2 separate regions of the Mus musculus genome follow, and region 2 is linked to region 1. A link is a contact called in public HiChIP or PLAC-seq data. All regions are on one chromosome and are shown on one strand. The core of a region is the stretch at or near the end of the contact, and the rest is flanking DNA. Distances in the headings are between cores, read along the strand shown. Region 1 overlaps Bcas3 (breast carcinoma amplified sequence 3). Region 2 overlaps Gm38937 (a long non-coding RNA gene).

Evidence for each region. HiChIP or PLAC-seq counts read pairs in DNA pulled down with a chosen protein or histone mark.
Region 2: an H3K27ac HiChIP or PLAC-seq map of T-cell acute lymphoblastic leukemia shows a contact between it and region 1, with 2.4 times the contacts expected there. The contact joins two enhancer-like sites. A contact is called at or near these places in 2 of 115 datasets of contacts at active chromatin or transcription factors (T-cell acute lymphoblastic leukemia and acute myeloid leukemia).

The regions. Positions count from the first base shown.
Region 1 is chr11:85,536,927-85,543,746 of GRCm38.p6, reverse strand. The region is part of intron 16 of Bcas3 (breast carcinoma amplified sequence 3); the gene reads right to left. Among named protein-coding and RNA genes, the nearest start is that of Bcas3os1, 180 kb to the left of the region's middle. Within about 2 kb of position 2,261, at least 13 of the 459 cell types and tissues checked have an H3K27ac peak or open chromatin away from gene starts, as enhancers often do. A contact at or near this core is called in T-cell acute lymphoblastic leukemia, where this site is marked.
Region 2 is chr11:86,369,161-86,376,764 of GRCm38.p6, reverse strand. All of the region lies in intron 1 of Gm38937 (a long non-coding RNA gene), which reads left to right. Among named protein-coding and RNA genes, the nearest start is that of Gm38937, 11 kb to the left of the region's middle. Within about 2 kb of position 4,939, at least 28 of the 459 cell types and tissues checked have an H3K27ac peak or open chromatin away from gene starts, as enhancers often do. A contact at or near this core is called in T-cell acute lymphoblastic leukemia, where this site is marked.

The sequences.
Region 1 (6,820 bases), core at 1,012-3,511:
GGCCCTTAGTTTCCATACAAATGTAGATTTGATTTTTTTCTATTTCTCCCCCTTTTCTGGAGCACCCCTGTGGCACTTCCAGTTTAAAATGAAGTTCATGGCTGAGCCCTTAGACATAAAGTACACATTAATCAGAGGGATGATCAGAGGGAGAATAATACATACTATATGCCACACAAAGTATCCAGTGTCAGCTGAAGACAACTGCACCATGACATGACAATGTGCACCTAGCGGCTGTCTCTCAGCCACACAGTTGTCATACTGCTTATCAGCAGTGAGCTGAGCTGCTTGCTATTCTGTGGATCACTAGCAAAAACAATGGAATGATTTCTAATTCTCGTAACATTCCAGAAAACGAGTACAAGAATACAGCCTCCTCTACCTGACTGCAAGTGGTGATGGTAGACAACGTGTTTAGGGATGCAAAGTCAGAATTCAATGATACATGTATTTCTGCTTAAAATTCCCAGTTATTTAAGACATGCTATGCACAAATAGACCTTGGTGATTTAATTATATTCATAAAAAATTTTTCCTATGGCATCTGACAATTGAAAGACACAAGAAATTGAAGAGGAACACATATTCATAAGCCATGGTTATTTCCTTTTCCAAAACTAGAGACTGGAATATTAAGAAGAAACATAATCCTGCTAATTAGCATTAATTTCCAAACAAACAGAATACATTCCAGAACAAATCAAAGGTTGAGCAAAATGTTCTCATAACAGTGAGCATGATTCTGGGATTCAAAATGCAACAGATACAAAGATAGACATAAACGTGGGCAGTTACTGGAGGGAGGGAGAGAGACAGGAGCATGAACCATGACAATAGGAGAAAGGTAGGGGGAGCTGAGGGGAGAGGGAGAGAGAGGGAGGGGTACACTAACCTGCCCACACTCAGGAAGATTTAAAGGGTTAGTTACAGACACCTGACGCCTTTAATCCCAGCACTCAAGAGGCAGAGACAAGGGGAACTCTGTGAGGCCTCATCTACAAAGTTACATAGAAAAACCAAAAACAGAAACAAAAAACAAAAACAAACAGACAAAGGTGTAGTTAACTGTCCACCCAAGCAGGAAGATCAACAGTGTGGCCTTCCATTGATTTCCCCAGTGACCCACAGAACATTATCTTTTAGCTGCATTAAAATATCACTGTAGGCCAGGTGTGGTGCTCACTCCTTTAATCCCAGCACTCGGGAGGCAGAGGCAGGCGGATTTCTGAGTTCGAGGCCAGCCTGGTCTACAAAGTGAGCTCCAGGACAGCCGGGGCTACGCAGAGAAGTCTTGTCTCGGGAAAAAAAAAATCACTGTAAGTATCAAAATACTGCTGATCTAAATACTGACAGGGCACACTGGATACTCTAATATTCACAGATATACTGCAAAGTAAAGAATTTGAAACTTTGTTTTGAAATTATCCACTCATTCCTCTATAACTCAAGACTTCTTCAAGTGTCAAACAAAACAAAAACAAAAACAAACAAAAATGGAACAAAATCTATCTGTTCCTAACATTTAGAGTTTTAAGTTTCCTGATTTATAAAACAGAAACATACTTCATCCCAAAAAGTGATGAGTAAACTTTAAAACAAACAAACGACCGAACGACAGACCGACCGACCCCCTTGATAATTTCCCAGGAAATTACACCATGTTCCTAGTGTCTCCAGTCATATACTCGCCCACCAGGCACAGTGACACCGAGTGAGCAGACCCTTGGTCAGTATCAGCACAGTGTGGCCTGGCTGCTTTAGTTGAAAGATATCCGGGCCAACAGCTACACAGAAAGGATGATGCCGGGCTGGGGACAGGGTGAGGACCTATGCTGGTATGTAGACCTAGCATGCATCTGACTCTCATTTGCCCACTCCTTGCCCAGTCTGGCAAACTGGAGCTCTGCTACACACATGTGAAAGATCTCCCGACTCCACAGGCACAGGGACTCACATCACTGCCGACTGAGGGTAGTGCCAGCTGCACTTTTAAAATGCTGCTGCTTAATCTTTCTTCAAGAGCAAAAGAATGAAAAAATGAAGTCACAAAGTCCGGGTCCATGATGCAGCTGTCTTCACCTGTGATTGTCCTCACACACCCGCCTCTGAAAGCCACAGCTGTGGTTCCCACTGAAGTGCAGGAAGGGAGGAGATCACAGAGTGAACTAGTGGGAGTGTTGGGTGGAATAAAGAAAGTCACAAGTCAGCTCAGAGCAGTAGAGACAGCTCTGAAGAATCTGCAGTCACTATCAGTTTTTCAGCCTTAACAATCTCATCACAGAAAACAGGCTCCATGTCATAACATGTTCCTGTGGGTCTGAATTCCAACCGACAAACCGAAAGGAAAAATAACTATTCAATGAATGAAAAACCCAGCAGTGGTTATTAGAGAAGTATAATCCTTTAGAAACTAATATAAAATTACCTATTAATTCTAACTCAGAGAATCTCACAAACGGTAATGAACAGTACTTTAAAGAGAGGCTGGAGGGGTTGTTCAGTGGTTAGAGAACTACTGTTCTTCCTGGGGACTTGGGTTCAGCACTCACAGCGGCTCGAAGCTGCCTATAACTCCAGTTCCAACAGATCTCATTTGAACATAATCCTCTATAACCTGGTTTCAGTGGTAAAAGGTAACTATTAAGATTTGATCAGTAATCAACGTGGCTTTCTATGTTTCCTAGGCTGGTTTCAAGTTTGTGATCCTTCTGTCTCAGCTTCCTGAGTTCTGAGACTACAGAGTGTACTACCAGCCTACCCAAGCCTGTCTGTCCCACTTCAGAGCTAAAGCAGCAACTGGAATTTACAAGATGAATCTATACACATACCCCATCGTGCTATTCTTTAGCTGATCAAGTTCTGTAATCAACTGAAAAAGCAGGGCTTACAATGATGTAATGATCAGCACACAGAGGTGAAGGGTAAACAGAAGGGAAAGGCTAGAAAACTCTAGCACGACACTTCAGTGACATGGTACTTAAAGCGTCTACTGCCTCTGTGTACCTTCTCTTAAGCAAATGATGTGACCAAATACTTCCTCTCTCAGTCCTGCAAATTAGCCCCAACATTTAATTTGTTCATTAATGGAATTTTAATTTCTCCCTAGCAGACAGGTCTATGGCATTGGTGGTTTTCAATCTGCAGATCTGTAAGACAAACTGAAGCCGAACCAGACAGCTGACTAATTTGAGACATATTTGGCATGCCAATTTAAATTACAAACTCAAGATGTAAAAGATTTTCATTAGAAAAAGATAGATAATGTTGAAGTTCTTCCATATGCAACAGAAGAGAGACTAGCATAGCATAAATAATGTCAAACTTCTGTCGACTGCTATGCCTGCTGACTTTCAATATGGTATATAGTAGACTTCTTTCAAATAAGGAATCCCCAGATTTACAGCAAAATGCAATAAACTATCGTATGGTTTAAGTACTCTACTTATTTGGCGCAAAAACTAGAAACTGAAACTATGGTAAATACATTACACATGTAGACAAAGCACACACACTCAAATGAACACACACTCTATTATTTTATATCGGGAACCAAACACACAGAGTTTAATTAAGCAACTAATGGCTACAGAAGAAAAAGATAGAGGTGGCAAATTTCCATAGCTATGATATCCAGGAGACTTTTGTCAGCTCTTCCATCCTTACTTCTCTGAACTTGGCTTGTAAGGTTCCAGGCTCAGATGCAAAGGTCAAGGTGAACTGAATTGAACTGAATCAAAATAAGGAATGGACTTTTTCATTTATTAGATGAAAATGTCATTTACTGTGAAAAGAAGAATTAATGATAAACCTGCCTTACAAATATCAACTTGAGATGTTCAAATAAATGCTATTAAGTGCTTCAATGTATGTGAGAACCACACACCTGTTTACTAAGCGTGGTTCACCAGTCAGGTTTACACGAGGCAATGAGATCAAGAGCCTACATCCACACACTGGCATTCTCGTCATATGAGAAAACTTGCTTAGGACATGGATAATAAGCCCAAGTGCAACACCAGAAGCCAAAGCTACCCAATACTCACTCTGTTTTACAAGGACAGGGCCCCAGGTTTCCAGACACTCACAGAGCAATGAGTACATGGGGGGTGGGGTTGGGGGGGGAGGCAAAACTGGATCATTAAGAATAAGTCATACTTCTGGTCACTTCCAACAGGGTCGAGCTAACTACAAGTAAGGAATAACTTCACTATCAATCTTTATGCCTTCATCCCTGAAAACTGTTCAACCTCATTCTAGCATCTTCTGTTCTCCTCCTGTGACCAAAGGATTTCCATATATCATGTTAGACATAAAGAAAATATATCTTAATTATTACTCAGCATTTAGATTTTTTCTCATTTGATACAACTGAAACAAATGACTGTGAAATGCTGCTCATATATTCTACCGCAAAAAAATCTAACCCCCAAACAACAATCCCTAATGCTGATTCCCATTTAATGGAGAACCTTCCTTCCTACCTACCTTCCTTCCTTCCTTCCTTCCTTCCTTCCTTCCTTCCTTCCTTCCTACCTTCCTACCTTCCTTCCTTCCTTCCTTCCCTCCCTCCCTCCCTCCCTCCCTCCCTCCCTCCCTCCCTCCCATTCTTCCTCTCATCCTTTCTTCCTTCCCTGTGGTGCACAGAACTGAACACAGAGACTCATACATGCAAGGAAAATGCCATTCCACTGAACTCAAGGTTTTCTTCTTTATTGAGCTCTATTAAAACCCGGTGATGTGGTGAGGGGCTTTCCAGTCCGCCTGTATTATACCAACAGAAAATGGACTCTGTTTACATGAGTGTTCTCTGAAGCCAAATAATTCCTTGCACTGCTTTTGCCTTCGTCCAAGCTCAGCCTCAGAGCTAAGCAGCAGCTGTTGCCATCAGAGGCTGTCCTTCCTCCAAGAGATGCTGCGAGGTATTCAACAGGAAGGTGTAAATACAGCTGTCTTCTGCCATTTGTAGTTATACTGGCCTCATGTGTGCAGAGAAGTGAGACAGATGGTCCCCAACACTGCACAGGCTTTCAGGGACATGGATTTGCAAAAATAAAAGGGCAGATGTTAAGTGTGGTAAAGACCTATTTTGTACCCTGAAGAGTTAAGCTGAGGTTTGTACGTCAACTTGGATGTCTGAACTCTTGAGTCCTAGGCACTCTTCATAATTCTGCACAAAATTCTAATACTTTGTGGCTATCTTATGCCTTCACACAAAATACCAACACAGGACAAATGGCAGGTGCTCCAGGAAACAACAATAACATTACCAGGAGTATCTGAAAGTCACAGCATTTACAGGGCTGCAATAGGTGAGCTCTGAGTGGTCTTTGTAAATCATCTATGGGACCATTTCTTGTTAGTTCTTCTAAAAGCACTAGGAAGGCACAGGTGATTCAGCATTTTAGGAATGAAGAAAATTGGAAAATAAAAACTCTGCTCGCTTATTACAGTGGTTACCTTCATGAGAAAAATCAAATTTCCCAGTAAATAAAACAAAATGGGGTAGAAATAATTAAGGTTAAATAGCCAGCTGCAATGTTGAGTGTTAGTCACAGTTTGGAAAATGTTTCAAAAGAATAAATAAATGCGTCTGTACACGCTAGCGAGTATAAAATCTAAGGGATGAAACTATCTGGCATTGACTTCAAAACAGTCTGTGACAAACTGAGCATTGCATTCTCAAGTCTTCTGTTCACTGTGGGGCTGCGATGGGACTGAGGCCTCACACATGCTAGGCAAGACAACCAGGCTCTCTGTGGCTCTGACCTTGGCTAGCTTTGAGCCTGAGATCCTCTGCTGGGATTGAGATTACAAGTCTGCACCACCAAGCCCAGACAGAAAATATATTCTTATGAATCAAACATTAATCTTAACAAGGCAAAATTTACATTTTAATAAACTCCTTTAAGACAAAAATTAAAAATCACATTCAGAAAACTATCCACAAATAGGTGGCTAGCATGCAGTATAAGAATAAGAAAAGTGACAAGAGCATGTTCTGAGTGTAGTCAACAAACACTTGAGACAGTGGCACATAAAGGAGCTACGATGGAGGCTGGATCGGTGGCTCAGCCATTACTAGAGCATGCGACCACCGGTTTGGATCCTAGGACCCAAGTCAGACACTGTAACTCCAGCCCAGAGGATCTGATTCCCCCAGCATCCATGAACACCCAACGCTGCCCCCAACACACAGATACACACAGTATTATTAAAAAGTAGCTGTGATGATGGTGACCATTTGTAATATCAGAACTCAGTACTGGGGTGGCAGTATCCCAAGCTCAAGGCCAGTTTCAGACAATTAACAAGACATTGTGAACAAAAATTAGATGGATAGGAAGGAAGGAAGGAAGGAAGGAAGGAAGGAAGGAAGGAAGGAAAAAAGTAAAAGGGAAAAAAAGAACCAAGTGTCTTCGGTGAACTAACTTGCAATCTGCAAATGGTCAGACATAAACTACAATCAAAGTGTCTTATCAGTCACTATCAGCTGTCAGTATCAGGAAACCTGTGCTAACTCAGAGCTCTGCTACAGAAGTAAATAACTCATTACAGACTGTAATTCCCTGTAATTATTAAAAATAATGAATAAGAATTCCTCTGAAAGCACACCCAACAACTGTAAACTGTACCTGTACCCTGTGCTCAATTCCCTGCCCCACAAGTCTGCCTCCTTTCTAGATAAGACAACCTCCCGTCCAAATCTTGCCCACCAACTCCCCTGAAAGCACCCCTACCAGTGTGGTACGCCGCAGCCCATACCCAGCCAGGAAATGGAAACAACCTAGACGTCCTTTAACCAAAGAAAAGACAAATA
Region 2 (7,604 bases), core at 3,690-6,189, 830 kb before region 1:
AAGGCCCCTTGCATTTCTTGGTGTGGCCCTTTTCTCTCAGACCCTCAGCCTGCTACCACCTTCAGCGCAACTACCTCTCTTCTGTAAAGGGAGACCTAACATACCCTACTAGAAGCAAATCTATTTATTGAGATCAACAAAGATCGAAGAGAATGACTTGAAATTCCTATTATATTTTCTTTCATGTTGTGTGTGCACATGTATGGTGGGGGAGCTGTGTGCACACCTTGTAGCCGTCATGGTCAGGGGACAACTTGGCATGAGCAGGTTCTCTCCTTCCACCCTGTGGGTCCCAGGGATCAAACTCAGGTCATCTGGCTCGCAGCAAGCGCCTTTATTTATGGAATCATCTCCCTGGCCCCCGGGATATGACATTTCCTTGGTTCTTTCTGTTTCTTAGTATTTGTGGTGTGATGTGATTGTGCCGTCTAATTTATATTCTTGAATTGCATTCTTCTGCGCCTCAGAATGTGTTCTTTGCAGAGTTTATTTATGCTTCTCTTGGCTGACACTCATAGAGAGAGATTCATTTTCAAATGTCTGAGCAAAACTGTTTACTTTTTCAGATCAGCTAACACTAGCCAGTGACTAGAAGGGTGGGTATAATGACCAGGCTCACGGTGGTGTTTAACCTTAGCACTCAGCTTTGATTAAATAGCCCATAAAAGCCACGTGTCATAACTCACGTAGTATTTAATCTTTCCAACAACTCTCCATGTCTTCATCTCAGTTTTATAGAGCAGGAAACTAAGACCCAAAAAGAGTAAGTCTGTTGCCAGTGCTTCTAGCAGTGATAGTTAAAGCCAGGATCTCTCTCTCTCTCTCTCTCTCTCTCTCTCTCTCTCTCTCTCTCTCGGCAGGGTTTCTCTGTGTAGCCCTGACTGTCCTGAAACTCACTCTGTAGTCAGGCTGGCTTCAAACTCACTGGGTTAGAGCCAGGAACTTAACCTCACTATCCGTTTCCAGGCTTCCACTACACTCCATTGCTTCTGTTGGTTCCTATTGGATCAGATCTCAGCTTACAACATGGAGAAGCAATGTCCAAACCCCAGGCAGACAGCATAGAGTGTAGACATGAAGAGAATTTTGACTATTCTCTTTTGATAGGATAAAATTGGATCACAAGCCTAAGCAAGGTAGCCTCTTAGAGGGACCAGGCTAGGGCATCTATTACCCTCACTGACCTGGAAGGCTCCTAAGATATAGAACCAATTCAGATAGACAAACAAGGAAACTGAAAAATAGGTAGCAACTCAGGGAGAGAAGGGGCCATAGCTGGAGGAATCCCCGGTGTGGACAACAGTAGCGATTCCCCCATATGAGAATCACAGGCCTAATCTTGTGTTTTTTGCCAAATGTTGTAACAGCTGAGAAAGGATGGAACAGGGAGACTCAGAGCTTAGGCACAGGGGCTCCAGGAGCACAGACATGAGCTCGGACAAACTTGTCTTTCCAGTCGCTGTCATTCATCCTATGCAGGATGCACCGGTGGCCTGATGGGGAGGCATGTGGCTGAGTTGTAAAGGCTGGGCAGGGATTCTGTAGGCTACAGTGTAGAACTTCTCACCTAAGACAATGATGGCTACCTAAATCATAGGAAGTGGATGGACTTCTAGGAGCCAAAATCCTAGACGTTAGAAGCTGAATTTGGAGTTAGGATATATATGAGTGGGGGTGTCACCAAAACAATGAATTAAAATAAACAGTTGCGTAGTAGAAAAAGTATATGCTTTTCTTTTTATTTTTTTTTCTCCAAGACAGGGTTTCTCTGTGTAGCCCTGGCTGTCCTGGAACCCACTGTGTAGACCAGGCTGGCCTCGAACTCAGTGATCTACCTGGCTCTGCCTCCCCAAGTGCTACGATTAAAGGCGTGACCTTTTCTTCCTCTGTCATGTCTTGGTCCTTTGCCAGCTCTCTCCTACTTTACAGAGTAAAACATGTTCTATACTATAGAATCTATAGAAAGCTCATGACTCCTAATTTTCATGCCTCATTTTCTACCCATCATCTGTGTTGTCCTAAGGGTGTCTGCTTGAACCCCTCTGCTAGTCACTCCTGTGTCTGCTCAGTTTGGTTAGGCAATTCACTGAGGTAATCCTCTTGTTCATCTAGTCCAGGTTCAACCCTTGGCTACATTCTGCTGCTTGCGAACTCTCATCCCGATAACTGGCTGTTTATTCTAGGACATCCGGAATCCTTCTTGTAGGTAGGCCCCAGGTGATGTTCCTTTAATTCCACCTTGGAACCAAGAGGCAGAGACCTGTGTTGTGTGAGCCATGTAAACCTCACTGTCGGTCCACCATACTCTTCCCACATGTAATTTCTACTTGCAGAGCAGGGCAGGAAATGATTGTGGCGTAGGACTGAGAACAGGGTGCCTAGGCTTCTCCAAATGACAAACGGGAACACAAGAAAATCCATTTACCCCAAATTCAACTTGAATGTCCTCGACTACAGTTTTAAGAGAAAGCAAGCAAGGCGTTTCTTCCTGTCTTTTGCTTTTTCTTGTATACCAAGCATACCAACTACAACTTTATAGAGGGAGGAATTTTGCCAAAGTGATCACACTTGTTCAAGTCAGTCCCCAGATCAAGAAAGAGGACGCCACCTGCACACAGTCCTTCCATGCCCTGACCACCTGGCTTCTCCTCCCTATATAATATCTGCTTTTCTGATTCCTAACGATTCATTTTTGCCTGGTTTGGGATTTCAAACAAACAAAGTGTACTCTCTGTATTCTTCCTCGTTTATTATTACATTTGTAAGATTCTGCCATGTTGTACACTGCTCTGCTTCCCCGCCCCCTTGTTGTATATTTCATTGTCTGAATACATTACTCTTTATCCACTCCACTGCTTTTGGACGTTTGGGCTGTTTCTCGTTTTTAGCTAGTTTTGTGCTAACTCTCGCTGTGAACATTCTTGTGCATGCCTTTTGATGAACATATGCGTGCATTTTGGTTGGGTCTGAATCTTGGAGTAGAATTCTTGGGTAAAAAGTATATGCATATGTTCCGTTTTAGTAGATACTGCCAAATGGTTTTCCAAAGTTGTAACCAGGAAGCTTTTCTCTCTCTCTCTCTCTTTCTTTCTTTCTTTCTTTCTTTCTTTCTTTCTTTCTTTCTTTCTTTCTCTCTTTCTTTTTGGGACAGTGTCTCATGTAGCCTAGGTTGGCCTCAAATTTACTGCATAGATGAAGCTAGTTCTGAAATCCTGATTCTTCCTAAATTCTTCATCTTCCTGACTCTACCTCCCAAGAGCTAGGATTTACAGGTATACAGCACCAATGCCTGGCTTTTTTCTTTGTTGTTTATTTTTTTATTTGTTTGTTCAGAAGGAGTGAATAGGGCATCATAATAGCACAGGCTGGTGTTGAACTTTGTAAGTAGATGACCTTGAACTCCTTGTCTTGCCTCCTCCCAAGTACTGGGATTACATGTGTGAGCCACCTAAAAGTCTAGAGATTATATACGACATAAACTTCTTGGAAGTAGCAGGAAAGGGGTACAGAGGCAGGCAGGGAGAAATGTGGTCAGTAGTGTCTGCCAGTTTAAAAGTAATTCTTCCAGGCTCAGTGGTTGTAGTCATGGACAACCCTTCCAGAGAGCAGGGGTTCAGTTCCCAGCACTCACATGGTGCTCACAACAGTCTTTAATTGCAGCTTAAAGTCTCAGCAGATCCTATGCCTTCTTCTGACTTCCATGGGCACCAGACATGCACATGCTCCATAGACAAAACATTCATACACATGAAAATATATAAGTAATGATTTTAAAAGAGTAATCCTTCCTTCTACCCTGCCATTAGGATTGAGAGTTGTGTGTGGATTTGTTTGCTTGTTTTGCTTGTTTATTTCACTGGGTTTTGCTATAAAGCCTGTGCTGATCTTTGATTTACAATCTTCCTGCTACCTCAGTCTCTCAAATACCGGGATTTGAGGTGTGTGTCCTCACTTCTGGCTTTGCCACCTTTGTCCTGCTAATTTCTTCCCAACACATGGGACTTGGACAACATCTGCCACCCTGATGGAAGTCTGCAGTTCAAGAACTTTGGATTTAGCTTGGTGATGGTGGCACCTGCCTTTAGTACCAGCGCTCAGGAGGCAGAGGCAGGCAGATCTCCGTGAACTGGAGGCCAGCCTGGTCTACAGAGTAAGGTCCAGGACAGCCAGGACTACACAGAGAAACGCTGTCTCAAAAAGCAACTTCAAAACAAAACAAAGCCGGGCGGTGGTGGTGCACACCTTTAATCCCAGCACTTGGGAGGCAGAGGCAGGCAGATTTCTGAGTTTGAGGCCAGCCTGGTCTACAGAGTGAGTTCCAGGACAGCCAGGGCTATACAGAGAAACCCTGTCTCGAAAAACCAAAAAAAAAAAAAAAAAAAAAAAAAACCAAACAAAAACAAAGACAAAAACAAACAAACAAACAAAAACAAACAAAACAAAAACCTTAGGATTTAGTATGAAGTGTCTTGGCAAAGTAGAAATGAGATCCCAAGTTAGAGGAGTTAGTAAACCACAATTCTGGGCAACAGGTCAAGGGCCAAAGGGCTAAAGGAAAATACAGTGGGAGAAGTGTAGGGTTGACAAAATAAAGGGAGAAATACACATAGCAAGTTGGCATAGAGAGCTTTGAATCCAAGGAGGGGAAGAAATGTGCACACACACACACACACACACACTCACACACACACATACACTCATACACACACATCCACACACTCACACATACACTCATACACACACATATACACTCACACACACATATACGCACACACTCATACACATACACACTCTCTCTCATATATACACACACAAACTCACACACATTCACACAAACACACACACACACACATGCTAGCAGGATGGTAACCGGTCTGTAGTTCACAGCTCACCTTTATGTAGCAGCCTGGGGTAGGATGACAATGGTCAGCCAACTTTAAGAAAAACTGAAAACTACAGAACAAAGTAATCTCGTCCTCCCGACAGCCAACGCTGAGTAAGCCTTGTCTGGAAACTTCCTTTAAACATAATTGCAAACTTCTGGGAACTTGAATGGAGAGGATGGGGGGAGGTGGAGCAGACAGAGTTTTCTGTCAAAGGTCTGATGTTTGTGCAACACATATTTCTCCAGGAACTCTTAATTTGGCGGGACACTTGGAAGACAGCAGCAGTATCCCATAGGATGCCACGGACACCTTGGGTCCTTTCTGTATCTCTCAAGGATTGGGGCGGGGAGGGGGAGCTCACATGCACCTCTGGGAAGCTATTCACCGACTGACTTAGTCAACCACTTCTGGTGTGTAGCCACTTCTCTGCCGGAGTGGGAGAGGGCTTCCTCCCACCTGTTCCATAGTCTAGCCACAAGAAAGGGCAACTCTGGGCCTTGTTTCCTTGGGTGCCTCTAACGGCCCAGAGGTTTCATTCAATTTTGGTTTTCATTTAAACCAAAAAACAACCAAGGTGCTGTGACTTCATAATGTGCCATACTCCGAAACCATCTCTCCTTGTTGGCGACAGGTGACTCCCTCACCCTATCCCTGTAACAGTAAATAACCATTGTGTGACCTTGAACAAGTTATTCAACATCTCTTTTTTCCCATGGGTTTAATGGGAAGAAAAATATCAACCTTTTAGATCTAGTGAAGGTTCAATAAGATGATTTGTACAAGGACCATTTTACAAATTCTCTGTCCTTCTGTCTCTCTACCTCTCTGTCTCTCTTTCTCTGTCTCTCTTTGTCTGTTGTATCTCTGTCTCTCTGTCTCTTGTCTCTGTCTCTGTCTCTCTCCCTCTCTGCCATGACAGGCTTGGCATCTGAACCCTGGCCTGTTCTCAGTTGCAGAGTAGGCTCAGTGTGAAGTCTGACTCAATGGGTGTCCATTTGTCTTCTTGGAGTTCTGTGTTCTTTGTTTTCTATGCCTCTGACTTGGTGAGAGTAGGAAGTGACATGGGTAAAGAGAGAGGGGGATGAGAGTGTGGTGGGAAGTGGGGTGTCTGCAGTTAAGGTAGCATTCTGGGGTTCTTGATCTAATAGTGTCTAATACGATTGCAAACCAACTAGAGTCTTTACCATGGCTAACATTAGAAGTAATTTGATTGTCTAGCTCTACTTAGTGAAAACCACTGTAAAACTTAGTGGCTTAAATTTGTTTTAATTTCTCGTGGTTATAGAGGTTGGTCCTTGGGTGTTCTGTTGGGCAGTCCTACGGGTCTCACTTGGGTTTCTTATGTGCCAAGAGGTGATATCCATGGGGTGGGGGTGAGGTTGGGGGACACTAATGTAGTGGATTTTCAAAAGAAATATTAAGTTCAGTTTTACCTTTAATTGCTATACTTAGTAAGTGTATGCCAGAATTTATCTGCTTTCCATTTCGGTTGTTCTTCCTATATAAGAGACCATCTTCATAAAGCACTTTATGAGAGATTGGGGGGGGGGCCTAGCCCACAGGGCAAGTCATATTCAACACACCGTTTTTCAGCCTTTTGAAAATAATTTTAAAATTAGAAATCATTTAGTTGGAATGGGCACATAGTAGGCATGTGTGTGGAGGTCAGATGACAATGTGCTGGACCTGACTCTTTCCTGTTTGGGTCCCTGAGATCAAACTCAAGTCATTAGATTTGGTGACAAGTTCTTCTCTCCCCCCCTCCATGCAGCCCCAAAGGGGCAGGAAGAGACTTTAATCAGGGGAAGGGAGGGCTCAGCAGAATCAGAGACCTACAGCGAGCGTGGAAGCAGAGGAGCCTGAACAAGCAGGACTCACCTCTGCTCCGGCACGGGCACTATACCCAGTTGGGCAAACCTTGGAGCCTCTCAGCAGGAAGGATGTTGGATGGACACCAGGCAAGCTCTTTTACCTGTGGAGCATCTCTGCATCTCACCAGCACCGTCTCTTCATTTCCATTACTCTGCATGAACACAAACCACATTCTCGTCATTTTTGGTAACTACATGAGATTCCATCATATTAGGTTAGGCGGTACCCCATTGTGAATCATCATTTTGAGCTTCACAAAGAAAGAAAGAAAGCCAATACTAACTGTGTATTAACTGTCTTTAAAAATGAAAGCAAACTTTTTTTTTTAAGTACTGGGAATTAACCCAAGGGCCTTGTGCATTTTTTTTTTAATTACAGCAACAGAAAAGCAACTAATACAATATATGTTTGGGGGCTCTGTGTGTGTGTGTGTGTGTGTGTGTGTGTGTGTGTGTGTGTGTATAAGAGGACAACTTCTGAGAGTCAGCTTTTTCCTTCTACCTGGTCAAGACAGGGTCTCTCTTTTTATTTCTACTGTACTGTGAGCCTTGGGTGATGCTCACGTCTCTGCCTTCTCTCTTGACGGCGGGTTATTGGGAGCACAGATGCTCACCACCGGGTTAAGGTTTTCTATGTCAGTTTGGGGATGGAACTCAGACCATTAGGCTTCTGCTGTATCTTGTTTCATTTCCTGTTGCTGTGATAAAACATCCTGACAATAGCATGTTAGAGCAAGAAAAGGCTTATTTTAGTTCACGGGTTCAGGTTACAGCCTATCACCTTTAAACTTAACCCCATTCCTGCAAAGACACTGGAGGAATGCAGCCCAGATTCTTAACCGGAAAA